2 separate regions of the Bicyclus anynana genome follow, and region 2 is linked to region 1. The links are chromatin contacts, called in public Hi-C maps. All regions are on one chromosome and are shown on one strand. Each heading gives the region's core, a stretch centred on a gene start, on an enhancer-like site or on the middle of the called end of the contact. The rest is flanking DNA. Distances are from core to core; before and after follow the strand shown. Region 1 has its middle 4.1 kb from the start of LOC112048899. Region 2 overlaps LOC112047931 (zinc finger protein ush).

Region 1 (4,657 bases), core at 1,270-3,769:
GTAACGGTCGGAGGCGCGGGCGGGGTGCGGGGGGAGAGAGGGGGGGGGAAGTGTGCGCTCGCGTCGTGTGAAAGTGTAGCACGCGGTCGACGAGTGATCGGGCGTGGTCTAAGCCATAAGACAGAGTCATAAGCGACAAACCAATATGTAACAAAGCCAGCGAAAAACCAATATGAGACAGAGCCATAAGCGACAAACCAATATGAGACAAAGCCATATGCGACAAACCAATATGAGACAAAGCCATATGCGACAAACCAATATGAGACAAAGCCATAAGCGACAAACCAATATGAGACAAAGCCATAAGCGACAAACCAATATGAGACAGCCATAAGCGACAAACCAATATGAGACAGCCATAAGCGACAATCCAATATGAGACAAAGCCATAAGCGACAAACCAATATGAGACAAAGCCATAAGCGACAAACCAATATGTGACAAAGCCATATGCGACAAACCAATGTGAGACAATGAAGTAAAACGTTTTTAGCTCTCTCCCTCAACGTCCGTTCGCCTCGCCTGATCACACTTTTCGTAACGCATACAGCTGAATAAGTGAATGTGGATGTTTCGGTTTCGGCCTTAAAACTAGTTACAAATTGATATTGGACAGTATCAATTTGTATGTTATACTCAATATGTTATACTCAAATACTCAATTTAAGTATAACTGTTATATTACATTATAGCTGTTATGTTATAAAATGTTGAGTACTTTTCTGACATAAAAACTCTTTGCCAATATTTAAAAAAGTACCGTTCGTTATTATACGGATGATAAAGGTTTTATATTACATTACGGCACATGTGCATTTTTCTATACATTACGGCACATATTTGTAATGAGATACATTAAGATATTGAAATTGGTAAAATAAGCGATACTTTACGAGCAAATGTATTGTAAAAAATATATAAAGTAGTTCTTGAGTTTCGAGTTTTCAGTTTGAGGATCGCCTATGACTTGTACCACGTGCGCTTACGTATGTGTGTGTAACGTAGCGCTGTGATGCACTTGTGATGTGTGAAACGAAGTCGTGACGGCGACGTGACTCACGCTTGCGAACGAGCGAATGACGAACCGGTCCGAGAGAGCGATGTAGAGCTTGTACCCACCACTCCATTGTGACACACCCTTCAAACCGAAACTAGCCGTAGTTTAGAGCAGAAACAAGTGGTAGGTACATCGTAATAAATATATTCGAAAGAATTGACAACGTACAAAGATGGTATTCGGCAGGGAGGTAGTTTATAGTTAGTAAGTCTGCTAACGGATTTTGCGATAGTAGGCTGTTAGTTTTATATAAGTTAAAGAATTATTTCAGACAAGCTCACAAAACAACTTACCTTAAAGTTTATAGTTGTTATTAATTAATTATGAAACACGGCTAAAACTCACGTGATACAATGTCGGAGTATGCCCTACTAGTTTCGAACCCATAGGAGGCCCTTAGTCATGAACTGGTTCTTGCAACGCGGCACGATCTAAGTTTATAGTTATTGGCAGAGCATTGTAATTTCGAAAAGCTAGAAATAAAGCAATTACTCAAATAATTATCGGTACCAAACACACCTACTTTATATAGATACTCAAATATTGATAAAAAAAAAAAAATTAAACCTCAATCTATTTTGTTATCCGATATAAAACTCGAACCTGGGATCTTAAATTGCAGGTAGGTACAAACAAAATAGTGTGAAAGAAAGCGTCTGGGATCTCCTAGTGATGTCATCAGACCATGAGATCAACTTCCGTGTCATAATGTCTATTTGTTACAAACCTAAATAGGTACGTACCTATTAAAACAATAACAAACTAATGAGCAACGGGCAATGTTCTCAATGAAAATATTATTGAATGGAGAGTCGTGATAGCCTAGTGGAAATGACCTCTGCCTTCGATTCGGAGTGCGTAGGTTCGAATCCGGTCCGGGGCATGCACCTCCAACTTTTCAGTTATGTGCATTTTAAGAAATTAGGTAAATATCGCGTGTATTTCAAACGGTGAAGGAAAAACATCGTGAGGAAACCTGCATACCTGAGAATTTTCTTTATTTTCTACGTGTGTTGTAGGGGTGATCTAAGGGAATTTGAAAATTATTTTACCACTTTACACACAGAAAGCCACGTTATTTGTGAGTCTCATAAGCTATATTTTATCTCCGTATTCTCTATACGGTTGAAACCGTGGGGTTCCGACTATAGGTAAGTACATAATAGTTATTGTTAAATCGTTAAGTTTAAAAGTTTAAGTTAAAAAAAAAAAAATATTCAAAAAGCTTATCTTAAGATTCCCAAAAGCTTATACACTACAAACTCGGCAAACAAGGTACAGGTTGCAACATCAGCGAATTCATCTGTAGGAAAATCTAACAGTCTGAAGCTAATTTACATTTAGTGCCATCTATTGACATTTCACTAAAACTAGTTTAAGAATGTATCAGCGCCATCTTTGTTAGCGCTTTTAAACTAGCACGTAATCTCTAGAAAAGGTTCGCACGTTGATGCTAACGTACTGGTGGAAGTTAACGTCGTATTGTTTAGGGCTTAAGATAGATGGCGCTATGGTATTAATTTTCTAGGAAGTAGAACGCCTCTTTCCGAGGATTGGATTAAAATGTTGAAACATTAAAAAAAAAAATTACAACCCATTTAAAAATATAAAATTACAACCCACGTAACTAAGAAGCGAAAAATAACTATAATCAGTAGATAGAAAATATTTAATTATATTTTCTTTCTACTGATTATAGTTATTTTTCGCGCCTTAGTGATCCTTTGAAGGTGGTTTGAAGGAGAGCTGACTCTTTTCTGCAGAACCTGTAATGCTTGTGTAAGTTTGAAATAAATAAATAATAAATTAATTAATTAAACAAATAAAAATCCCGGCCTATTCTATTGAATAGAATGATTTTCTTCTACATTTTTTAATAGGTTCCGACTGTTTTCCAATTGCTTTCTACACTTCTGGACTGAGCTTGTTTTTTTCTTTTCAGTTTTTGTATAATTTATGCAGTTGGGTTTTTATTTGATTTATTTTATTACGTTTATTACAAAGTACGATAATTTATACGTCCAACTGAGGTTAAGCAAATATTCAAAAAATTCTACGGAACTCTCGGTGGGCGAATCCGACTCGCACTTAGCCGATTTTTATAATCAATATATTTCATTTTGTCTATTTTATAACTTCACTTCACAAACCTGCTCGCACTTATAGTCATCCGCCTCGTGTATTTTGTTTAGACAACTAATAAATAACGTTTTTCTAATTATAGTTTTTTTTTAAACATGGCCATGATATACCATTTTAGAATCCTCACAAAAAGCTCTTGAATTTGATACCTATATTGCAATATAAGATTCTTTTTATCACCTCGAGTCTATAGCGTCTCACAGTCGTCTTGTTATTTTTTTTTAGTTGCACCTATCTAAGAACACTTGGGTTATTGAGACAAATCTAACGATATCCTAATTACTTAAATCCGTTCAGTGGTTTGGAAGATATGAGGTAATAAAGAATATTACATACATACATACCTACATACAACATACAACATACGCGCGAAAAACATAACCCTTCTTGCAGTCGGGTAAAAAAAATAAATAAAAATGTTTGGTTCTCAGAAAAACCTGCCTTCCGAAATAGAGTCTCTACGTATAGTCAAAGACGTTTCAAAAGTAGTAAGCTATAAACCTATTTGAAATTAACGAATTTTGATTTTGAACCGCTAAAGAGTAAGATTCTGAGGGAAAAATCCTGGCTGCTGCACCAAGGTATTTAAATTAATTTGCTGTATTGTAATTAATTAATTAATTAATTAACGTAATTTTCTGCGTGTGTGAAGTCTGCCAATCCGCATTGGGCCAGCGTGGTGGACTGTTGGCCTAACCCCTCTCATTCTGAGAGGAGACTCGAGCTCAGCAGTGAGCCGAATATCGGTTGATAATGATGATGCTGTATTGTAGTCGAACTATTTCTACTTATAAACATGGTAAATTGCAATAAGCGGTAATTTTTGGATTCCTGTAGGTATAAGAAAGCTCTCGACTGAAATTACCTGACATTAAGTGATGATGCAGTCTAAAATGGAAGCGGACTTAGGTACTTGGAAGAGGCACAGGTATTTTCTGAAAGAAAGAAAGAAGAAAAGAAAGAAAATTATTTTATTTGGACACACACACATAATACACAAAATACAACAAATACCTAAAACAAAAGAAAGAAATTTTAAAAATATAGTAAACTAATAATTTAAAGATATTAAACTAATGATTAAATTAAATCCAAAAAAATGATGTGTGTGGTACCAAAATGGTCACCACTCAGCATGTGCTACACTAGTGATGGATGCACCAGCGCAGCGCTGATCTTCCGTGGAACCATGTGGAACCATGTTCTGGCCTTAGCAACGACGGATTCTACGCGTCATCGTACCGGAACGCTAAATCGCTTGGCGGTACGTCTTACTTCTTTCTCGGTAGGGTAACTGGTCTACCACCAGACCAAATCTGAGCCAATTTAGAAATTATAAAACTCCAAATTGCCCGAGCTGGGAATCGAAAGGACCTATTTGTTTAGAACCACAGCACTACCCAGTTCTAGAGCGATAGGTCGGCAAGATGTCTTCATTGTATTGTTGCCACAGAT
Region 2 (4,657 bases), core at 1,274-3,773, 280 kb after region 1:
TAAAGTTGTAGACAAATCATGATATTTACCTACCTACTCTAATTGCTGTCAAGATTGACAGTTCTTCAATTAAACAATTGGCAGTATTGATAATGAGCAAAACTAATGATAGTATATTATTGTGAAACACTGAATGTTTGACTACCCAAAGTATTGGGTCCAAATACATTTCAAATTCTCACGAATTTGCAAAATACTCTATGAAAAAATGTTTTGTCTACGACTTTAATAATCCTTCCTAATATAAAACGTATCATGACATTATTTGTATACCCTCAACAAGCATCTGATGTGACGTGCCATAATCAGTGTTTAATTAAAAAGAAAACATCTAGTTATATTAAGGTGATATTCTCGAATAAAATTATTGCTAAATTATATCACAATGTTGATACGATCTTCAATAGAAATTGTGCTTGTCTAGGTTTTTGTGCATCTATGAATGAACTGTGAATGAGCTTGTAATCAATTGAACAAAGATAGTTCAGCGGGTCTATTACGTATATCAATGTACCATTCAATTAATGAGTCATCATTTTTGATCGTATTAAAAAGAAAAAGTTATTTCGATTAAATAATCTTGACTGCACCGTTCAGCTCATATCAACTTGTAATGATTTTTAGTTTCTACAATAATCTAACATGATAATTTCAACGGAATTACATAAATACTATTTTTTGTTATAATAACGTTAGTATGGGCTACTTCCACGACTAGGTATTATATTTTACTTTACTTAAAATGACTGTAATTATGTCATTACGTTGAAAACACATGTTAGAAAAACGATGTAGGTAGTGATTGATTGTTTGAATGGTACACCGAGTTACATAATAACCCTGCAGGAAGTGATTGCGAGTGGCTCATTGATAGATGTAAACGGACCCTTAGGAGCATTGGCTAAAGATGACGAATCAAAACGTGCGAGTGAGAAGTGGATAGATGCACTGTCATTTCTAAACTTTCTTTATCCGCAAGGGTAGTATATAAGCCTGTAATGGCGAGACCTTCGTCATTTTAAGATGCAAGTTTGTCAGCTCGTGCTCCTACCTTATGTAAGTACGGTAGGTAACTATCAAGTTTGGGCAGTGGTGGCTTTGGGAGGCAAGTTTTAAGGAACCATAACTTCTTTTGTCAAAATATAAAATACATTTTGTTATAAGTATTATTTACTACGGGATAATATGATGAGAAATCATATCCCTCGCTAACATCTCGATAGAGATTAAGTGTCTCTAGCGAGATGTTGGCGGGGGTCGCCAACCTTACTGTAATATATAGTATTGTACTATATTTCGGGTCAGCCTACTTTACGCTGTTAAAGAAATACGCAAAAATACTAAGTATATTTCCAAACATACAAATTTTCATTTTAAAACTTTATGAACTTTAATAATGTTTCTGACATAATTAACAAATTAAAACAAAATAGCATTAAATGTGAAAAAGCAAAAATGCAACGAGTGTCAATAAATATAGTTTTTTGAATAAATGTAAATTTTTTGCTTGTTCCATAAAATATTATATTTTCTAAAAAAAAAAAAAAATTGGCAACCCTGTCTTTAACGGTGTTTGTTTACCACGTAGTTCAGTGATTAGCGACTGGAGACATCATTTCATTTAATAAGCTAAAAAAATACATATAAATAGGAGAGTCTAGAGCCTTGAAAACTACTAACTCCCAAAGGTACCACAGTCCCAATCCCAAGTTGCCTACCGTAGTTACACGAAAATCGTTAGTATATAAATTGTACGCCACGTAAAATAATTGTAACCATAGAGATGTTATAAAGTGATACATACTGAATACGTGATGTACTACATTGATATTGTATAATACGCAAGACAATAAATTATTATTTATCACATATTAACACCAAACTTGTTATTATTTAAACCCCCAAAAACTTTTACCTGCTTGACTTAAGAATTAAGATCTTTAATGGGACACCTGCAAAGGCGTGGACTCAGACCTGCAAAGGCGTGGACTCAGACCTGCAAAGGCGTGGACTCAGACCTGCAAAGGCGTGAACTCAGACCGATCTTTAATGGGACACCTGCAAAGGCGTGGACTTGGAGCCCGCTGATGACCAGACCTCCCTCCTTGTCATCATCATTATCAGCCGATGGAGTCCACTGCTGGGCATAGGCCTCTTGCATGGACTTCCAAACAAAACTGTCTCGATTCGCCAGCATCCAGCGGCTCCCTGCAACCCGCTTGATGTGCTCGGTCCATCTAGTAGGGGTCGATCAACACTGCGCTTACCGGTGCGGGGTCGCCATTCCAGCACCTAGGACCTAGACCTAGACCCCAACATCCATCGACCTATGTTGCCTTCTAATAAGGCCCATAGTTAGCGACCAAGTCTTGGATCCGTAAGTCAAAACCAAGACCTCCATATAGAGAGAAAGAAGATACTAAAAACTTCTTGGAAAAAAAGCTTAGTGGTATTCCATAGTCTATAAGACTTGTACACAGGACCTTAAAATTCGAAAGCCCAGGACTTACGTGATAGGGTCCAGCTAAAACGGGCGAATGCGTGCTGCCATCTACACTCCGAGTAAAACGGTGTTTATTTTAAACTACCAGTAGATGGCGTTCAACGAGAACTCAGAAACAATCCCCTTTTGTCCATTTCTTGAACCTGTTGCAATGCAATTATGCCTGAGGCTCATAGATGGCGTTTTGTTTTTAAAAGTTAAAAAAAGGAATTTCTCAATTCTTAGGATTCATTTATTTCTACATTTTTTTGAAAGATATTTACTTCAATGGTGTGGTCTACATCACTCGGTTTTTTCCTTGTATTCCCATGGGAACAGGAACTACGCGGGTGAAGAATTAATTTCTTATGGTTTCAGTTCCCGTAGGAATACGGGGTTATAATATAGCATATATCACTCGGGGATAGTGCTTCCCAACAGTGAAATAATTTTTCAAATAGGTTCAGTAGTTTCAGAGCCTGTTCAATGAAAACAAACACTCAAATCATTCCTCTTTATAATATTGGTCTAAATTAATTAATTAGTATGAATACACATTAAACACAAGACTCCTTTGTTTTTGTAGTACCTAACATAAATTAAAAAAAATATATAAACTTGATCCCTGCTTTGGTAAGCTCTACTGATGATCATGATTAACCAATAAACATACATTTTAATGTACAAAACTATATTTCAAAGTAAAACACTTAAATCTATATTATAACCTTCACTTATTAAAACCTTAACAAAAACCTAAACAGATTTTCATGAAACTCAATCGGGTTCCTGTTCATCAGATGACTCGCTGACATCGGCATACTGCTCTCTGAAATGCTCGGAATCCTCATCTTGACCGTAATAGAAACCATCATCGCTATCGTCTTTGTAACCATCGCCTTCCATTTCATTGGAATGAATTAAACTCCTACCTTCAGCAAAGTTGTTGCTGACAGCAACACCGTGTTTGTCAGCTAAATCAGGTTGTTCTGATAGCACACGAGCTTTATACTTGGCGTATGCTTCACCATACCGTTTCACGTCCTCGTGGTACAGATCTGCAGGTTCGTCGTATATTTTGTCTTCACCAGCGTCGCTTGATAGATCGTCTTCTGTAAGAAAAAAACTTTCAATTAGTAATAGTATCCCATAATAGTCATTATTAACCTACTCTAACGGCGCAGTCAATGGCCTCTCATTTCAATCATTATAGTATTATAGTATATGGAGATAAAACCCGCCACACTGCTTCTATTCAGCTTCTTTAAGAGAATGTTAAATTCATTATCAAACAGTCAGTACAGTTCGCGCGGCGAGAGTTTGGCTTTGACCTTCGGATGGAGGGGATTACTGCGCATGGGTACTGTCACGCACACAATACTTTTCCTTTTTTATGTACCAGGTTGGATATTTGAGTGGGTCAAAATTCATGTATAGTGATAATAATGCTAGAAAATAATACGAAGTAGATAAACTTCTTCATTTATTAAAACTATTGATAGTTATTTTACATATTTAAAATGTTTATACAGAGACAGCAATGAAAATTCTAAATAATTGTTTTTAATAAAATTATTTATTCCAAGATACATGTAAAATTGGTACATAAGAACAAAAGAAAACTTAAAATAATTATTAAATACAGTGTGTCCCTGGATAATCTGCAACACCAAAAGGGGGTAATATTAATATTTAACAAAAAAACTTAAACAAACAAACTCAACAAATAATAACAATCGACAACAATTAACGAAAATAGCAATTCATTTGTGAACGTGATTGTACAACAGGAGTGCGCGGTACGTCGTTTCGGTGCGAGAGGCAGGTAACGACTGGAGCGCCAATCAGAGCACCGCGCACCCGCCCCGCACCCCGCTAATGCCCGTTGATACCCAATTTCTGATTTCTGCGCAATAACGGTCAAAGCCAAACTCTCGCCGCGCGAACTGTATCATTAACAAAATGTTAATGATAATGACCAAGAGTAAAGTCATAAGGTGCTTTCTCAGGTACGGGGCTACAAAACCATTTTTCAACTCTTGGCTGAGAATTTAGTGTCTTAGAACTTGACTTTTCAACTTCAGACTTTTTTGTCATTCCAAAAAAATTGACCTTTCTTAACCCCGACATTTTTATAGCCCAACCTAGCATTCAACCCAGGACCATAGGATTAGT

The links. Hi-C and Micro-C count contacts between places; a contact is called where the count stands out from the background.
Region 2: a Hi-C map of whole body shows a contact between it and region 1, with 7 times the contacts expected there. The contact joins two enhancer-like sites. A contact is called at or near these places in 2 of 2 Hi-C or Micro-C datasets (whole body and whole larva).

Annotation. Positions count from the first base shown.
Region 1 is chr3:17,354,367-17,359,023 of ilBicAnyn1.1, forward strand. No RefSeq gene overlaps it. Among protein-coding and RNA genes, the nearest start is that of LOC112048899, 4.1 kb to the left of the region's middle. Within about 2 kb of position 2,520, at least 4 of the 8 cell types and tissues checked have open chromatin away from gene starts, as enhancers often do.
Region 2 is chr3:17,631,203-17,635,859 of ilBicAnyn1.1, forward strand. It overlaps LOC112047931 (zinc finger protein ush), which reads left to right. Exons shown (of 3, transcript XM_052889999.1): 3 at 1-1,871. LOC112047932 (probable RNA polymerase II nuclear localization protein SLC7A6OS) reads right to left here. Exons shown (of 4, transcript XM_024085243.2): 4 at 3,157-3,594. The coding sequence ends at 3,260. Among protein-coding and RNA genes, the nearest start is that of LOC112047932, 4.6 kb to the right of the region's middle. Within about 2 kb of position 2,524, at least 8 of the 8 cell types and tissues checked have open chromatin away from gene starts, as enhancers often do.